Linked DNA regions of Rattus norvegicus: region 2 is linked to region 1. A link is a contact called in public Hi-C data. All regions are on one chromosome and are shown on one strand. The core of a region is the stretch at or near the end of the contact, and the rest is flanking DNA. Distances in the headings are between cores, read along the strand shown. Region 1 holds the start of Odc1 (ornithine decarboxylase 1). Region 2 holds the start of Klf11 (KLF transcription factor 11).

Evidence for each region. Hi-C and Micro-C count contacts between places; a contact is called where the count stands out from the background.
Region 2: a contact with region 1 is called in a Hi-C map of kidney, with 4 times the contacts expected there. The contact joins the promoter of Klf11 here to the promoter of Odc1 in region 1. A contact is called at or near these places in 2 of 12 Hi-C or Micro-C datasets (kidney and mammary epithelial cells).

What each region holds. Positions count from the first base shown.
Region 1 is chr6:46,054,309-46,061,062 of GRCr8, reverse strand. Odc1 (ornithine decarboxylase 1) reads right to left here and starts at 2,398. Exons shown (of 12, transcript NM_012615.3): 1 at 2,212-2,398; 2 at 248-331; 3 at 28-162. The coding sequence starts at 129. Snora80l1 (small nucleolar RNA, H/ACA box 80 like 1) reads right to left here and starts at 1,216; the gene lies at 1,083-1,216.
Region 2 is chr6:47,011,285-47,018,038 of GRCr8, reverse strand. Klf11 (KLF transcription factor 11) reads right to left here and starts at 3,591. Exons shown (of 4, transcript NM_001037354.2): 1 at 3,502-3,591; 2 at 1,723-1,974; 3 at 1-674. The coding sequence starts at 3,543.

The DNA.
Region 1 (6,754 bases), core at 1,149-3,648:
TTGTGGCTGTGGGCTTCCCGTACTTACAGAGGAAGAAACTTCATTGATTTTTTGGTCCAGAATGTCCTTAGCAGTGAAACCTTCATCGAGGATATGGCAGTCAAACTCTTCCTTAGTAAAGCTGCCCATGGTTGGTTCTCGATGTGCCTCTGAAACAATAAGCTGACAATAAGCAGATAATAAGTGAATGCACTCAAAGTCTTAGCACTGCTTCAACACAAATTCACAAGTATAAACTGATACTTACACAGAAAACCTAGAGATGGAATTAAATTATGGCCAGCTCTCACAAGGTCAACTCTGAATGCTGTCTCCTGGAGTGGTGGAAACACTAGTGAGTAGAAACACAACATGTTGCTATCTCCCTTGAAATCTTACCATTAAAGGTTACACACTGCAACAGTATACCAGAGAGTACACAGTACAGGAAGATCAACTGTGAGGTCAGAACTACGTGAAGACCCCCCCCCAAATATCTCCAATACTCAAATAGATTCCACACTGTTCAAAACTGAATGCCACAGCTCTATACACATAGAACATCTCAATCCCTGCCCCTCTCCAAAACGGAACGGAGTTAACAGTCTAATTACTGGCATTATTACATGTTCCTATCTGCTTCATTTGAGCCATTCCAGCTCTTCAAAAACTTTAATGGGCATACAGTAACATGCAGTCCTGAAAAGGTCTTTTTCTCCCACTTGCAGAGTTATGCTGAATGACTTAGTGAATACAGTATATCAGGTATCCAGAGCACTCAATGTTAGTGTGCAATCCACCAAAACTTCCCTAACTTTTATGCAGTACTAGCATTTAAAAAAATTCAATTCACAGTATATTGTTACTGTTATGAAACATCAGTATTCTAGAGCCTGGATTGCCTACCAAATGCGCACTTCTGGGAATCCAACAGTCCTCAAGTGCCTTCTAATATCCACTTATGGATAATAACCATATTGAAGGAATTTTTGGCCAACTTTTTTACTAACAAAAATAAGCAAGATCACCACGCTTAATAAAAGCTCCTGCCTGGGTCTTATGAAATGGACACCAGCAGCAAGTGGCCAGGTAAAACTTTTTTCCATTGTGTGACCCACTTCAGTGCCAGCAGCCTACATGCACCAAGGCTGGGCAATGGTTAGGAGCCAGTTTGCTCTAGCACGGGACACTATGAGAGGCCCACGGGGATGAGCCTGTCATAAATCCAAATCCATGCATGATAAAGCACACTTTAAGCTTTAAGGAGACTTTTGGCACTGGTCAACTTCGTTAGCTGCATAAACCTCTCTTAAGTGAAGACTACAGACCAGCGCCAGCCAACTCAGTTGTATATCACTTAGAACTGATGAATGGGCTTTGGCAGTAACTTTGTAATTTTAGGTCTTGTTAAGTATTTTCCAGGCAGCCTTCCGGCTTAAACCTGGAAAACTTTCATTGAAATACCACTTATTTTGCCTTTCCCTATCTTTGCCTCAATACAAAAAAAAAAAAAAAAAAAAAAGAAAAAGAAAAAAAAGATAAAAGAAAAAAAATGCTAACACTTTGGCATGGGAAGCAGCTAAATCCTGTTAAACAATTAGCACAAGAAGTTAAATCTGGATGAGATACAAGCCAATTAAAACAAAAATGAACTCCAGTCAAATTCTGCCCGATGTTAGGTTTGAATAAAACAAGCCACTGCATTCTTTTGTCCTCTCCCAGACATTCCTGACAGGATCTGCTCCCCAGTTCTACCAGTTATTGAGGATTCTGAGTCGGGCTTCCAAGACAGCCGGGAATCCGGTTTCCCGTAAACCCCTAAGTCATTCAAAGAGTTCAGTTCTAAATCCAAGTCACAGCCGGTGAGTATTCATTAGCAGGGACTCCCTGACTAAATTAGGTCTATCGACTTCCACTTCGAGTCCATCAGCTCTGCTCTGTACACGTAGCAAAACTAAAGAAAGCAGGAAACTGCAGGGCGGCTGCTAGCGGCCGGGCTCCCCTGCACCTGCCCTCCATCACCGCCCGGGCAAGTGGAGCGCCGAGCCCGGCTGACACGATGCGGGCTCCCATGGGGCGATCCGAGGGCTTGCAGCCAAGGGCCAGGAACAGCTGCTGCCTTCAGGGCGGAGGCTCGCAAGGTCACCAGCCTCCGGCCACGTGTCCCCTGCCGGCGACCGCAGTCCGGGCCTCGCGACACGTGGCCGCACAATCCTCCCGCGCCCCGCTTACCTCACAGCACAGGGAAGCGGCTGGCTGGACCCATGGAGAAGCCGCCACTAAACCCCAAGGCGCACCCGGCCGTCTTCCCGCCGCCGCCCCGTCAGCCGCCTCGTCGAGCCCGCCGCAGTCGCCGACCGGAGGTGGCGCCGAGCTGCTGACTGAAGGCGGCCGGCGGCGGCGGCTGCAGGGACTGACAAAGCCCGACGGTGCGACGCGCCGCTACTTATAGGCGGAGCACGTCGTCATGGAGACGCACCAGCTCAAACCAGCCCCGATCGGTTCCGGCCGGGAGGCGCGGGGGAGGGGCGGGGACTCCTTGGCGGCCAACCCGGTTCCCGACGCCGGAGGCGGGAGGCGCGGGCCCGGCGCGTCAGTGGGGCGGGGCGCCGCGCGTGCCCAGCCCCCCGCCCATCCGCCCGCGCTCCCCGCCCGGCCTCGTGCCGGACACTCCCTGCGGCAGGCCCGCGCACGCGCACCACACCACCAGTCCTGACTACCAGCTTGCCGCAGGGTCCTATGGGCAGCAGGCGGGATTCGGCCGGTGCATGCGCACAGGCGCTTGGTCGTCCGTCTTGCAACCGGTTCAATCACGCAGTCTCTCCCCGGGTCCTAACGGCTGAGCCCTGGCCTGGAAGACTAGCAAAACTCTTCCTCGGCTTTGCATTCAGCGCGTAGTATTTATTCCCTGGCGGGATCGCAGGTGCGAGCCGAGGATGGATGGGCCTTGAGTTGTGTGCGGGCCACGTAGACTAGACTTCGTGGTGTAGATTGACCCTGCTTCACCACCCTGTGTGCCTATGCCTGAAAACTTGCTGAGAGACAAGCCAGCAGAGGCTGGAGAGCCACTCCGTTTTACGTTGGTAGCTTCCAACTAGATTCTAGGCACCAGTTGCATGCTAAGATAATGCCTTTTATCTAAGCAAGAGTCGCATGTTAGGGAAGAGGTTGAGGGGTTTCAAGCCAACAGCTGTCCCTTATTCTGTTAAATCTTTCAGGGTAGCTACAACTAAGTCACTTTGAGAAGTCTGGACCGGAAAAGAGTCTGGGCAGTGAATTTGTATCCACCAAAGTTACATTGGTTTTTTTTTTTTTTTTTTGGTTCTTTTTTTTTTGGAGCTGGGGACCGAACCCAGGGCCTTGCGCTTCCTAGGTAAGCGCTCTACCACTGAGCTAAATCCCCAGCCCCCACCAAAGTTACATTGTTAAAGAATAAGTGGGACTGACTGGTTACTTACATATTCAGTATTGGGAAGACTTAGGAGTAACTCCAACTTGTTACTATGTACACGCTGTTAATGGTTTGTTAATTCTCAACTAAAACCCCTTTCCAAGCCCGGATGCCGGGATCCCAGAGGAGTACCAACAAAAACTATCTTGAAGAATCACAGCAAAGCAAATGAAAAAAGTAGCTTTCGAAGTAGCTTTTTCAAGCATGAGACCAGATGACCCAAGCCTTTAATCCCAGCACTCAGGAGGCAGAGGCAGGCTTTTTGTTTATTTGATTTTTTGTTTGTTTTTGAGACCTGGCTTCTGGGTGTAGCCCTGGCTGTACTGGAACTCCCTCTGTAAACCAGGCTGTCCTTGGACTCAGAGATCCACCTGCCTCTGTCTCGGGAGTGGTTGGATTAAAGGTATGTCCCTTCACCAGCTAGATCTCTGTAAATTTGAGACCAGCATAGTCTACAAAGAGTTCCAGACCAACCAAGGCAACATAGTGAGACCCTTCACAAAAACAAAGCCAAACAAACAAACAAACAAACCCTACTGGCTTTTCTTCAGAGGTCCCTAGAGGAAATCCACAATCTAGCTCCCCTCCTAAATTGCTGTGCAATTGTTTTGTGCAAGCCCCCTTCAGTCTTCATCTCATGTACCCAAGTCCTGGGAGGAAAACCCTGGTACCCACTTCAAGACCTGGGGCATAGTCCGTGAATATTTGTTGAATGAGTGAATGAAAGAACGAGTGATTCACTTCTCCCTGAATCATGGCTTCTGCAGAAAGAAGCAAGAGCCCCAAAAGCATCAAGCGAGTTGTCCATACAACAATGGGATGGGCGTTACACTCTTCTCTTGGGCACCCTGTTCTTTCTTATTTTTCTATAATCCTGGAGTAGTCACAAGGTGCCATGCAGAGCAGAAGAATGTGGGATTCCTTCCTAACAACTCCTTTCTTCCCCAAGGATGGGATTAGCTGTTGGGGCCGGATCAGAGAATGTACAGCCTCAAGCATTCAATTAGCATCTTTATCTCTGTGATGGGAGATAAACATAGTGCTTTAGTTTTGGAAACCTTAACTGGAAGGAGAACGCAGGTCTTGTTCAGGAAGACCAGGAGACCATTCCAAATTATGTGAACTACTCTTGCCTGTGTGTGTAGGGCACCAACCCACCCACATTCCAATTCCTGCCCAAACCCTGGAGAGGTGAAGTCCTGTACGTGAACCAGTTGTCAGGGTGGGAACAGAAGGTAGGGAAGGAGGGGCCCATTTCCTGGGGTAGTGGCCTTGTTGGCTGGTGGTAGACAGGCTCCAGCATGGAGAGGTCCCCAAAGCCAGTCTGAAGGCAGCTGAGCTTGAGTCATAAGACTCAACTACTAACCTGCATTCGAGAAGACAGACCAGTGGTGACTAAACCCAGTCTTAGTCAAACGAGTGGCATTACTGACATTATTTTCACCGGGCTCCTCCCTTTCCCTACCCATTTTCCTTAAGAGAAAATCAACAAAGCCTAGGCTACCATTCAACATAAGAGTGCTTGCCCCTTATTTTCTAGGAGCAATTTGAGGCCCCAAGTTCCATTGCCATTGACCCCAAAAGTAAAGTGATAAGACCTTATAAAGCGCCAACACCCTGGATGTTAACCCCGACATGTAGTGAGCTGTTTGTGCTTTGCTGATGCAAAGGCACTGAAGAAGGGACGAAACCATTGTAGGTGCTGTTAGTGGTGTTCTCAGTTACTGTCCTACATTCTGGGGCTGTCTCTGACTTTCTTAGGGATTCTCAGCACTTGCCCAAGGTAAAGCCTTGTATCTCACTCCCCTCCTTGTGGGTACAACCTCAATGTCTACAAGTAGGGTTGGTTGGGCCAAATGAGAACTCAAGCCAATACACACTGAGTTCTAAGAGCTCTAACTTTATTTTTAAGACAGCATCTCATGTAGCTCAGGTCCCTATGTAGCAGATTGTGACCATGAACATCTACTGCCTCCACCTCCCAAGTCTATGTATGTGGTAGTTACAAATTTAAAGAGGATACCTTATTGGGAGAGAATTAAACTGCATAAATGAATAACCAGCAATTGTTTACAAATCCATTTACTTGGTATTGGCAAAGACAGAGCTTTCATTCATTCATTGGTTCATGAGAAGGGTATGTGATCCCCTCCTAACAATCCCTTTCTTCCCCAAGGATGAGATTAACTGTTGTGACCCATCAGAGAATGTGTAGCCTGAAGCATTGTTTTTTGTTTGTTTGTTTGTTTGTTTGTTTTAGACAAGGTCTCACTGTTGTGTACCTGGCTGGCCTGGAATTTGCTATATAAATAGGCTACCTTGAACTCACAGAGATAAGTATGCCTCTGCTGGGATTAAAGGTGAGGACTACTGCACCTGGCTTCAAGAATTCTTTTTAAAAGTGGAAGAGGAGGAATCTTTATCCAAGGTCATATTCTGTCTTCTAGGGAAAGAACAGACTAGCCAGAAATGGTGGCACACACCTTTAATATCAGTGCTTGGGAGGCAGAGTCAGGTTCGAGGCCCGCCTGGTCTACAAGATGAGTCTAAGACAGTCGGGACTGCTTATACTGAGAAGCCCTGTCTTGGGAAAAAAAAAAAAAAAAAAACAAAAAGGGAGAAAGAAAAGTGCAGACTAAAGTGAGGTTCCTAATATTAGGCCACATAAAGGAATTAGCACCTGTCCTGCTAAAGGGGTACAACAAGATTCCTGGGACAGGAAGACCAGTCACCAGATGATCAAATCACATCTGGATATTTGACCCAAAATAGTGTTCCATCGCTGTAACTCACTGATGCTAGACTTGCCCTGGAATTGTGCTGAGTGTCTCCAAAGATCTAACCCTCCCTCCAAGGCAGAAAGTGTGCCACCTCCACTGATAATCCAAATGGTGTGCCCAAGGCAGGGAAGGCAGCTTCCAGGCTGCTCTGAGCAATGGTGGCATCATCAGAAATGATGGCACTGCTCCAGAGGATCTCTCCTGAGCATCAGACACCCATGTGTAGAAGTCTCGGTATTTTATTATGAAGGGTGAAGTTACATCATGGCCCTACCTCACCCAGCCCTGGTAAAGCTTACTGGGACAGGACCAGACAGCAAGCCCAGTAGTGGAAACTGGGACAGGACTTTCCCAAGCCCAGCAGGCTCAGGGGCAGGTCAGTGGTCACACAGGACCTGGCAGTGAAGTAACCCTTGTCTTGAGGTTCATTTTAGTGGCATCTGTGGTTTCTGTGTGAGCAATTGGCTAAGAACTCCCTCCTTATTATGTATTCTCTGGATTTAGAGACTCAAGAATCTGAGTATTTATCTTTGGGTGGTGTACT
Region 2 (6,754 bases), core at 2,342-4,841, 960 kb before region 1:
ACAGGCGGGCCCATGAACACAGGCTGAGACATTGAAGCAGCTTGGGGTAGGATGGGCTTGATAGTCCCTGCAGGCAACTGGGTAGGAGGCCTCAAAAAAGCTGAGAGCATGCCATTTTGTCCAGCCACAGGGATCATCTGGCAAAGGACAGGGGGGCTAGAGACAGGGACAGAAATAAAAGGGGTGGTTTTCCTTGACAAGTCACTTTCAGGATTCTTTGGTAAGCAGGTCTGAACGGCAGTGGGCCATACTGTCTGTTGGCCTTTGTCGATGGGGAACAGGCCACCAGACTTGTGCAAGCAAGGCTGACAGGAAACCAAGTTAGTGACAAGTAAGCCATCTGCCAAACGTGTGTCCTGCAAGGCTTCGAGGTGGTCCAGCAACGGGTCTTGTCCTCCTCTGCTGTCGGACGCTGGCTGCTCTTGAGTTGGACCAGTTGGAAAACATGTCGGAGCTGGGCTCTCCCCAGTGTGACGGATCACGCTCGTCATCACGGCCCTGCAGGAGGACTCTGAGGATGGCTCCGGTGGTTCCCCCTTGCTCAGTGTTCTGGGGCCCCCAGTAGGGGATGGGGGGAGGGCAGTGGCCATGCATCCTTGGGAATTGATTACTTGGGAAGGAACAGGGGTCCCTGTTGGCTCCATGAGCTCTGGGCTCTGAGGAGGAGTTATACACTTTAAAATAAAAACGGAGAGAAAGAAAAGCGCCACGTCAAAGGTTGTTTTGGTCAAAAGAGCCACAAGGAAATTATCTGACTGCACTGATCCCACTGCCTGTGAGGGGACTGCCCTGACTGACCCAGAGGATCTCTGGGGACTCTGCTGCTCCTACTTCTCCCCACATGAACGGCCCCTTCCAACCATGCGCATGTCTTGTTGGAAGAAGGGTGTTATCTACCCTACCTAGGTCATGCAGAGCTTCTGAAATAAGCAATTCAACTAGAACTGCAAAAACGAAAACAGATCTATAAAGTTCTTCATGACATTTCAATTCTTAAACCAAGAAAACCCGGGTTCTCCTGAACCACGCCTCTCTGTGATGGCTCCGGGCAGTTCCTCAGCCACCTCACAAAAGCCCAAGCCTGAAAACCTGAGGGGCTACTATTATGAGCCAGCCCATAATCCCTCCAGTCCTCACTCCTACCCACTCCTCCAATTCCACCTTCCATAAGCTTCTCCGGGGCAAGTTCCCGGCCCAGGCGGCCAGCTCTCAGTTTTACTACTGCCTACAATCTGTGATCTGACTTCTCCAACCCACGAAGCACCTGCAATGGTGCTGCAAGTTAAAACCTAGAGATAAAATACTGATGTGTCAACTCCAAATTACACTGGCTGGCTGTCACGGGAAGGCAGAGGTGACATGTCTCCACTAGGCTAAAGGCTGTGAGATGTCAGAGTACATGCTTTCTTGTTTCCCACAAATCCTCATCCCAGTCTGAGGCAACTCAAGACCCTCCCTTAAGACTCCTGGGAAAGCTGGCATAATACACCTTTCTGTCACTGCCTACAGGTTTTGTCCCTGAGCATCTCTCAGCAAGTTACGACCCACTGAAAACATTTGTAAGAGAGGAGTTTGCACACTTTGGCATCCACACAAAAGGAGCACAGGCAGCTTCCCGGCCGGCGTCATCTGTTGATCTCCTTACGGGTTCTTCAGCATATTTAACCTAAGCTATTCTAGGCAGTTCTCAAAAACGCTCTCCTCCCCTCAACCTCCTCTTACCAGAGTTGAAAAAGAATGGAAGTCCTTTGGTAGATCAGGTGCAGCTGTGTCCATAAGCACCGCCGTGGTGACGTCACCAGAATCAGAGACGGGCGTGAGGGGTCTCACCTGGGACCTTTGACCCCAAGAACTCATGCAAACGAGAGCTTCCACAGCTTCGATATCTGTCTGCTCCAGGATGCTGCACGTGGACCTTTCGCTGTCGTGCCGCTTCCTCTCCAGGATTGACTCACAAATGTCCATGATGTCAGCCTGAAGGTGGCAGAACACAGCGGCTTCTTAGCTCAGGAGAATAAAGGGATGGCAACCCTCACAGGCATGTGCAACACCCTTAACGAGACACCTGAAGGGGACTCTCAACACAACTTTGCTTTCAAGCTCTGAAGACTGGTCTTGGTTGAGAAGCAGTACACACACACACACACACACACACACACACACACATCCTGATTCTTAAAAAAGGTTTTAAAGCCCAGCTATTGCTCAATAGTTTAATGCCTGACTACCTCATGCATGACCCTGGATTCAATCCCACAACTATAAAATAAACAAAACAGGTTACTGACTTCACGATTCTCTTGGCTAGATGATGAAGACTAACTCTGGAGGTACACACCAAAATGGCTAGTAGGAAGGTGCCGTGGGAAAGATAAACACACAAAGCAGCAAATGAAACCAAGCAACCAGTCGGGGGGTGGTGGTGGTGGTGAGATCTTCTAGCTCAAAAGGACCAGAGCGGTGTCCCTAAGAAAGGAAGCATTTTCCCAAGCTTAATTTCCCAGTGGCTGAACCTTGAGTCCACTGTGTGCCGCACCACTTTTCTGCCCCCCTACATTTCTGCCAGGTTCTGTTGCTCCTCAGCCTACACCTTCTGACAGAGGTCCCTGCCATAATTCCACTCAGTCCCTAGGCCCAGGCCTTCCACTCCAGCAAAGTCCTATTACCACACCCCCTCTCCCTTGGACCCCCAACCCCTGTCCAGCCCTACCCTTACAAGCCCACTAAGCTTGGCTGATAGACCTCCTCGAACCACACTCTCGCACACCCGCCTATCAAGACACACTTGCTCCTGTTCATTCCATCATAACCTCCTCCAGGTACTCTTGCCACACCCTCCTGAGACACCTTTAGTTTGGCTCCACCCACAGCCCTCCCCACCACATGCCCACCAGATGCTCTCACCACACTCCCTCCCCTTCATTTAGCCTCTGCCCCGCCCCTAGGTAAATTCCCATCCGTCCTCACTAAGCACTCTTACGTTGACCCCGCCCACAGTTCCACCAGAGGCTCTCAACAAGCTCTCTAGCTTTGGCTCCGCCCTTACTCCCTCTTATACTACTACCAGGTACATTCACCGTGCCCTTCGCCTTGGTCCCATCTAGCTTCCCATATCTCCTCCAAGCACTCTCGCCCACGCCCTTGCTTTGGCCCCGCCCCCCACTACTAGTAGCTCTCGCCCCGCCCCCTCATGCTGCACCCGGCTTTGACTCCGCCCCCGCCCCGCCCCCAAGTTCCCGCCAGCCGCGCCCACATCCAACAGCGGTCCTCCGCTGCATTCGGGTGACGTCATGGCTGGAAATAGCCGCGCCGGGCGGGGCCGCAGCGGACAAGAGACAAAGCTGAAGGCTGGCTGCCGCGCTAACACACCCCCCTCCCCACCCTGACCCGGCCGAGCCTACCGGTCCCTGCCCGGACCAGAGCACAGCCGCAGCCTCCACCGCAGAGAAGAGTCGCCATCCTTCCCGCGTCCCCCGTCTCCTCTCGCGCCCCGTCACTTACCGCGCGCGCGTCGCCCGGGCCGGTGGAGCCTGGCGAGTGCATGGTGCCGTACGGCCTGCAGGCAGCAATGCTGCGAGGCAGGAGCTCTGCGTGCGGCGGAGGCTGCACGTGGGCGGTGGGCGGCGGGCGGCGGTGTCCCGAGCGTCTGTTCCCGGCGCGCACCTCCGCCCTCCTTGCCGCGCGGCTCTGCCTCCGCGCGGCCCGGGAGGCGCGGGAGGGGCGGGGCGCCGCGGAGGGAGCGGCCCTGGGCGGGGCGCGCGGGCAAACCAAAATACACCGCTCCCTGCTGGAGGCGTGACCTCTGCCGCCAGCCAATCGGCGCCCGCCCCGCAAGAAGCGGGCCAATGGGCGCCGCGGGGGGGCGCGTGATCGGAGCCTGGCTGCGGCGTGATCCGGCGGGGCGGGAGGCGGCACGTGTTTTGGTCGGGCTAGAGGCGGGGCGTGAGCCCTGGAAAGTAGGGGAAAGGTCCCGGCGGCGGCGCGGCGGCAGTCGACTGCAGTAAGGTCCTCTTCTGCCGCAGGGGCTGCTCGCAGAGGTCGCGCGCTGGCCCCACGCAGTGGACGGATCTGGTAGGCGGGACCCACAGGGACAGCTTCACGCTGTCTCTTAATTTCTTTTAAGATGCCGCAGGTTCTTAGGACCGCACCTCTGCCCAGGAAGAGATTTGAAAGCTGCTTGGGTTTAGGGACGACATCCGCTCTTTCCTGCATGGCGCCAGATCAAAAGCTCTTACTACTCTAATCTGCTGTCTGCTGCAAAAGGACTACAGCGGTGTAGTCAGCCACCTCACTTGTATCTAATGAGGCCTGCAGGTCCTCCCCTGTGGCCATACAAAGGCCACCCACTTGGGGAGTCCTCAGGCCTATACGTGAGAGCTGACCCAAATCCCTCGTACCCATTTTTCTCCTTTGGTCTTTAGGTGTGGTTATTCACATACAGTCTTCACAAGTCTTGGGGAGCAGGGGTCATGCATGCAGGATGTTATGCCGCACCCCCAACCTGCAGGGCAGCAATAGGACCCTCCTCTACTAGCCCTTTGAGGCCTCCCTGCAGAGCCTTGAAACCGGTGGAGGTATGGGAAAGATCATAGCTGATATGAGTGGACAGGAGCTGGGCACTGTGCCGTCTATATTTACCAGACAGGTGAGCAGGCAGGGAGCCCTCTCCTTAAGCTAGTAAGGCCTAAGCTTTGTAGCAGCTCTGATTCCTCACAGTTCCACACTGGCTTGACAGTGGGGTTAAGTAGGCCAAAGAAGTAACAGTAGGAGTGTTTAAAGGTGAATTCACATGTCTCCTTGGGCATTTAACACACACAGAGTTAGTCGTACACCCGGGGCCTATTTTGCGCTTCATTGTTTTTTTGCAATTTGCAAAAAACATTGCAAATTTTTTTTTGCTTCATTTCCCCGTTGAATTTCTGCCTCCCTGTGTTCACCCCTATCTAGATCACCTCTGCCCCATCCAATGCCTCCAGGCGTGTTCCAACTTTTCAGTGGCTCCCACTCCTGAGCTCCTGCTCTTCAGCTCTCTCCTGTTCTCTCTCACATATGTTTTACAGTTCCATGTGTTGGGGAATGATCTCGAGTTATCTGCTAATAGTATTTGGAGAGGGGGCCTTCAGAGGGTGATAGGGATTAAGGAAAGTTATGAGGTCTTAAGAGAGACCAGCTAGTTTGCTTGCTCTACCTGACCACGTGACATTCTACTGTGTCATAATCCAGCAGGAAGACATCCTCCCCACCCCCATCAGAGGGTAAACAAAATGAGTCTTCCTGGTTTGCAGAACTGAGCAGAATGAACTTTTTTTTTTTTTAAAGATTTATTTATTTATTTTATATGAGTACACTGTAACTGTCCCCAGACACACCAGAGGAGGGCATCGGATCTCTCTACAGATGGTTGTGAGCCACCATGTGGTCGCTGGGACTTGAACTCAGGACCTCTGGAAGAGCAGTCAGTGCTCCCAACCACTGAGCCATCTCTCCAGCCCCAGAATGAACTTTTTACACAGGGTGGAGGTGTACAAGTTGGTAAAGAGCTTGCATCAGGATGACCAGAGGTCAACCCCCAGAACCCACATAAAAAGCTAGGCATGGTGGGGCGCACTGGGGATCCCAGCACTGGGAAGATAGAGTCAGGCAGAAAACATTGGGCTTCACTGGTCAGTCAGCCCAGTGAGATGCACTGTTTGAAACAAATCCAACAAAACCAGGGTGGGTGGGTTCTAAGAAATGACACCAGAGGTTGACATCTAGTCTCTACATGGCCACACACACACACACACACACACACACACACACAGAGTATATAAACTTCTCGGTCTCAGCTGTGTTGTTATATCACAAAAATAAGACAAGGGTCAAGGGCTCCTTTGGGTCACCTGTCCCATTAACTGCTATCTCCAGGGCTCAGGAATTGTTATTTCCTTGATGTATCCACGAGTCTCCCTTTGGAAGCCTCTCCCAGCATACCTGTGGACTCAGGCTGACCTTACTCTCTCACTGCTGTCTCTCTCTACCTTACCTCCCCACAGCACTTTGCATGGTCTGCAGTGTTTCTTTTTCTCTGTGTACTGTCTGTCTCTTCTGGGATGGGGAGTGTGGCTGTTTTATCCATGTCAGCTCGTAGCAACTGTTGACTTAATGAGTCAACATTAAACCAGCCCTGTCAACCCTGCTGGCTTCTGTATGGAGCACTTCACAGGTACCTCTCGCTCTCATCCAACATTCTTGGGAATGAACTTGTGTTTACCCCAATTTGATGTCCTCACTTAAGCAGGGTGCCCCTGGACATCCTGCCTCTTGATCTAGTCCCATGGTTCACCTTCAGCCCCTCCCTTTCCTGTGTTTGTTCTTTCACCAATGACATCACTGTTTCTTCTAAAATACTGCTCCAACTGTTCTCATCACTTACTCCTCCCCATGCCCAGGCTGCTACACAGACACACCTGAATGATTGTCACCTTTTCCCAGCAAAATTTCCTACCTCCAGGCTGTCACTCTGTCATTGCCTCTCACCACCGGAAGGATTTTCCAAAAGTGGACAATGTACCAGACCCATACTCTAGACATTTAAACTTACCCAGGAATCCCTGACTCCTCTGAACCTGACTCCAGTCCTCCAGTCCACAGGAACTCCCTCTTTCTCCATTGCTTCTCAATTGCTCCCCCCACCCCCCGTGTTTCCATCCAGGACCCTAAGTCCTACCCTCGCTTTCCAGATGTTACTTCTGCCTGGAGAGAGCAGTAGTCT